Regions from separate parts of the Triticum aestivum genome. Here region 1 is linked to region 2. The links are chromatin contacts, called in public HiCAR-type maps. All regions are on one chromosome and are shown on one strand. The core of a region is the stretch at or near the end of the contact, and the rest is flanking DNA. Distances in the headings are between cores, read along the strand shown.

Evidence for each region. HiCAR-type assays count read pairs that join an accessible place to other places.
Region 1: a contact with region 2 is called in a HiCAR-type map of leaf, with 8 times the contacts expected there. The contact joins the promoter of LOC123155797 here to the promoter of LOC123156820 in region 2. A contact is called at or near these places in 1 of 5 Hi-C or Micro-C datasets (leaf) and 1 of 1 datasets of contacts at active chromatin or transcription factors (leaf).

The regions. Positions count from the first base shown.
Region 1 is chr7B:578,573,186-578,575,885 of IWGSC CS RefSeq v2.1, forward strand. LOC123155797 (zinc finger CCHC domain-containing protein 10) reads left to right here and starts at 1,328. Exons shown (of 2, transcript XM_044573929.1): 1 at 1,328-1,609.
Region 2 is chr7B:577,925,367-577,928,066 of IWGSC CS RefSeq v2.1, forward strand. It overlaps LOC123156820 (mitogen-activated protein kinase 4), which reads right to left and starts at 1,434. Exons shown (of 3, transcript XM_044575004.1): 1 at 1,057-1,434; 2 at 1-382. The coding sequence starts at 1,419.

The DNA.
Region 1 (2,700 bases), core at 78-2,577, 650 kb after region 2:
GGCGCAAAGTGATATGATGTGTTACATGCTAGATCGGTGTGACTTAGGATCGGGGTCCTGACAGTAGAGTGGGTCCCAGTCCTTGTCGGTGGGAGGGCTCCGTTTTTAGATCTTTCTTCGAGTTTTGTTAGTGTTCGTGTTCTGCTCAGAAAGGCGAGACGGCGGTGGCTCTTTGAAGATGAAATAAAGGTCTCTCTGCCTAATCCCCATTTCGGTGATGCGTCTAGCATTGCGGTGGACGTGTGGAGTTGTGTCTCCGGCAGATATGTCTTTGGTGGATTTGCTCGGATCGAGTCATCGTTTGTCTATGTTCGTGTGTCTTCAGGTTGGAACCTTCTGATCTACGTTATTTTTCATTGGCGGCGGTTGCTGTTCTGGTGCGTTGGTCCTATGAGGCCTTAGCATGGCGTCTTCTCGACTGTCTAGTACGACATGTTTGCCCGGCTCCGGCGAGGGAGGGGCGATGGCAGTGGCGCACCTTTATTGTACTACCATGATTGAAGATGAATAGATCGAAAGTTTTTCTGCAAAAGAAAGTAGCGCAGAGTTCTTTAAAAATAATATTACAAACTCTGGCACTAATTCAGAAATGTTAAAAATCCCACTTCACATTTTTAGCGCTAAAAATCTAACAACCAGATTTGCCATGCAAACAGATAAATCTAACAACCAGATTTGCCATGCGAACAGATAAAATTGCCATGCATGTGAATAAAATTTGTCATGTTCTTATAATAAAAATTACCATGTACTCGCTTCGTCCCATAATGTAAGACGTTTTTTGACACTACACTAGTATCAAAAAACGTCTTACATTACAAGACGGAGTGAGTCGTAGAAAAAATCAACGGAATTTTTGTCATCGTGCAAGCGTGCAACGATTAATTGTCATGGATTTGATCATGATTCGACGTGTCTGACCGCGCAAGAATTTTAACCCTACAAATCTGATGTTAGATTTATATTGAAGTTCAAATAATTCAGTTTACAGTAGAATAAGAGAAGATGTTGGAGTGCGGTTATTCGGCTCCCGAGCTCATCTGATCGCGTGATGAACAGTAAATTAAAAAAAAATAGACAAATTCAAAAAATCTATTTCCTTTCAGGAACCAAATCATCTTCATACAATTTCTTTTAGATTTATCTAGTGTTTTTTTTTGAATTTTCTCTTAACCGGATCCAGATGAGCCAGAGCTCAGAAATGGATACTCGAAAATATCATCACATTAATTTGTTTTTCTTTTCGATTTCAAATACACCCCGCAAAAATAAATAAATAAAATACGCACACCCTAGATCCACCGTCAGATCGCGGTAGACTTTTCTCTCCTTCACCGTCTCCGTGTCTTTCTCCCCTTCCCCTCCGCCGACTCCTAAAATCCCCAACCCGACCCGAGCCGCGGCTCCTGACGAAAATCAATCCTCCATCCATCGTCGTGCCCTAGCGCTACCGCGGCCTCGCCGCCGACGCCTCAACCACCCCCCGGACGAGCCCCTCGCCTCTGCCGCGCGTCGCCGCCGCCGTCGACGTTCCTGTCCTACCTCGCCGCGTAGTCGCGGACCCTGCCCCCGCCCTACTCCGTCCGCGACTGCGCCGTTGGTCTTCGAGGTATGGTTGGTTCTCCGGTATCCGGTGATTAGTAGATTAAACCCCGCTGACCTCCGCCAATTTTGCTTGTGCTGGTGTGCGCCCTACAGATCCGCCCCTGGTTATTGCTTACATGTACCCAATTAGATGGCTGTTGTTTTGGTTGTGTCCTTATGTGTAGTCTGACTCAGATGGGTTATTCTGTTCGAGGTTATGTGCATGGAAGGGCCTTGAAGCAGCATAGTTGCTTTTGGTATATATAACTACGAATGTGTTTGTTGGCTAATGGGTAGTTTTGAGTTGCCACTGTATTTCTTTAGTTTAACATGACATTTTAAGGTTCTGGTATCATGTAATTTGCACTTCCTAGTAGAGTATCTATTTACTTACTCCCTCCTTCCATCTATATAGGGCCTAATGCGTTTTTTAAGACCGCCTTTGACTATTGACAAGATTAATAGTACATGACATGCACAATGTGAAAATTATATCATTGAAAGCTCCTTTCACACACGAATTTAACGGTGTGCTTTGTGTAAGTTGCATGCCATATATTATTGCTCTAATATTTGGTCAAAGTTAGCCTCAAAAAACGCATTAGTCCCTATATAGATGGAAGGAGGGAGTACTTATAGTTGTAAGAAGAGTCAATTACACCACCGGTGCCACAACTTGACGCGAAAAGTCAGTTTAGTGCTACAACTTGCGGCATACATTGAATTGGTGTCATAACTTGGCTTTGATGTGCATATACGGTGCAAATCACGTTTCTATACAAACATGGTGCTGATTAGGCACGCCGATGTGTGCGACTGGACGACGTGTGTCTGCTATTTGAGCAAGAAAAACCATCGGTATATTCTTTTTCTCATGAAAAAGCACCTGGTAGCGACCCATTTTTTCTCGCAGATGGGGCCTATTTTCGATCACGTGACCTGAGGCCAAACAAATACACCCAACATCATTACTTGTAAGTGGGCTGGAGTCCCAGTGACCCATTTACCGCCGGCCAAACAAATACACTCAACATCATTACTTGTGATTAACTGATACAAAAAGCATACAACCGTTCTGACTTCAGTGGGCTGGAGTCCCAGCGATCCATTTTACAC
Region 2 (2,700 bases), core at 184-2,683:
ACGACTTGACTATCTGATGCAGATCCGTGTCCATGAGCTCGGAGACCAAGTAGACATCCTTGAAGCTCCTCCTATGTATCGGCATCATTATATCCTTCAAGGCAATGACATTCTCATGGCGCAGGTGCCGAAGGAGCTTCAGCTCGCGCAGCGTCCTCAGCGCATCCACGCGGTTGTCAAAGACGTTGTTTATCTTCTTGATGGCGACCTTTTCGTTGGTCTCCTGGTTGATCGAGGAGCAAACTATCCCGTAGGCTCCTCTCCCGATGGGCTTGATCGGCACGTACTTGGTGTCGATCTCGAACATGGTCTGCCACATGGTGTAGTAGTGCTTCCCGTGGTTTCCCATGCCATTCGGGGGATCCACCATCATCGCCATTTTCTGCGGAGAAGAAGGAAACATAGAGTTACCAGTCTATTAATTGAGAACAAAGGAAGCATAACAAGGAAAAAGTTTACTAGTTTAGGGTGCCAATTTAATTTTGCCAAGTCTTATCAGCTTGACCCATGGTACTAACAGTCTCTGTTTCCACCCCACACACAAGTCATCATCACCCTAACACAAGTGTCTAACAGGCTAACACGGTGAGCGACGCTCATCCGCCTTGGCCAATTTAATTTTGCCAAGTCTTATGAGCTTGACCTTTTCCATGGCACAACTACTAGCAGCATGTGTTTCCACCCCCACAATTTTATCCTCAACCTAACACCAGTGTCTGCCTAACACTGTTTGTTTGACTGACCCAGTCCCAGTGGTGTGTTTTGAAACGAATCAGAGCCACCCTCTGACCCCAAGCCCAGCGGCCAGCGCAGCACAATCCAAAGCTGGGCGCTGCAATCCGCCGCCGAATCGGACCGAATCGGCCGCATTTCGACGCAACTCCTCCCGGCTGCCCCTAACACGAGCATCCTACCGGCGACCGGAGCCGGAAGCAAACCCAATTCGCCACCCGCATGCATAAGCTCTTGCTTTGCTTCGCCTCAAGAAAGGGAACGAAAATGGAGGAGGAGGGGGCGAGCCCCCCGCCCCGTGTGCGGGCGGGATCGATCACTCACCTCAGGACGCGGCAGCAGCAGCGTCGGCGGCGGATCTGGAGAAGCAGAGCACGTCCGGGAGCGGGGGAGGAAGGGGGTGGGGAGCGCACGCGGAGACGGAGGCAGGGGCAGAGGGCGACCGAGCAGGAGGGCTCTCTGTCTATTTTTTATTTCGGGGAAGGAAGGAAGGAAGGAACGAACGTACGCACGCACGTAGCTCCACTGGACTTGTGGGAGTGGTGACGAGGAGATGGCGATGGATGGGTGCCGCTCAGGTACAGCGAAGGGGCGGGCAGCTAGCGATGGAACACGCGGCAGGCTGAGGAAGATGATGAGGAAGGCCTCATGTGGCCGCCCTATATATACCCGCCGCCCTGCCCACATGGCCGGCCTCGGGACACATGGCCGTCGCCGCTCCTCGGGACCGGGATCGAGACCAATCGACGAGGCGACCCTGCTTCATCATCGTCCTTCCGGTCCGGGTAAGCCGCCCACCGGCTTTCCGGCAACGCATCGCACGTGCGCGCCCGGCCCCGCCCCCGCGTAGCGTGCGGCGCTGGGGCGACGGCTCGGAACTAGCGTGCGTGCGTGGCCGGCGTCGGGCGGGGCCACGAGGGCGCGCTGGGCTCGGGCGGTAGAGTAAAATGTGGGTCGTTTTCCGGATCGGTGCACTAGTTGGGTTGCTTTGCCGGCGCGCGCGCCTTTCCTCTCCCCGTTGAGCCAGCCAGCGGCAGAGGCGCGTATGGACGTGATTGACGCCAGGGATGTCATGGCATGCATGGTTTCGCCGCGTGATGCGGGTTCGGCGAGTTTATCGTCCTAGATATTTGGGGTCATGTCCATGATGATGAGTCAGTGGTTACGCTTAACCACTCGGCTTCCCGATTATAGTTAGCGCTGCAGATATTGTATTATTTGATCAACTTTGGGCCACCACGTCTTGCGAGGTCAGCTGCCTAATTTTGTTTGGACATTTTGAGTCCTGGAGGATTTTTTTTACTCTAGTGCTTTCTCTTTTGAATGAGAAAAATAGCGTGTTAAGGGCATCTCCGGCGATCCGTAAATTTCCTCCCGCACCTGTCAGCGGACAGGGACTACGGAGGAGTTACGCCAGGGCTGCCATGCCATGCATGGTTTCACCGCGTTATGCGGGTTCGGTGAGTTTATCGTCCTAGATATTTGGGGGTCATGCCCATGATGATCAGTTAGTGGTTACGCTTACGCACTCGGCTACCCGAATCCATGATGATCAGTCAGTGGTCACACTTACGCACTCGGCTGCTCGATTACTGTTTAAGTGCTGCCAGATACTGTATTCTTTGATCATCTTCGGTTATCCTCCAACTTTGGGCCACCAAGTCTTGCGAGGTCAACTGCTTAAATTTGTTTGGTCATTTTGAGTCCTGGAGGTTCTTTTAGCTCTAGTGTTTTTTTTTCAATGAGAAAAATAGCGCGTTAAGGGCATCTCTGGCGACCCTCAAATCCCCCCTCACCTGTCCACGGACAGGGACTACGGAGGAGTGATGCCAGGGCTACCATGGCTTGCATGGTTTCGCCGCGTGATACTGGTTCAGCGAGTTTATCGTCCTAGATATTTAGGGGTCATATCCATGATGACCAGTCAGTGGTTACGCTTACCCACTCGGCTGCCTGAATCCATGATGA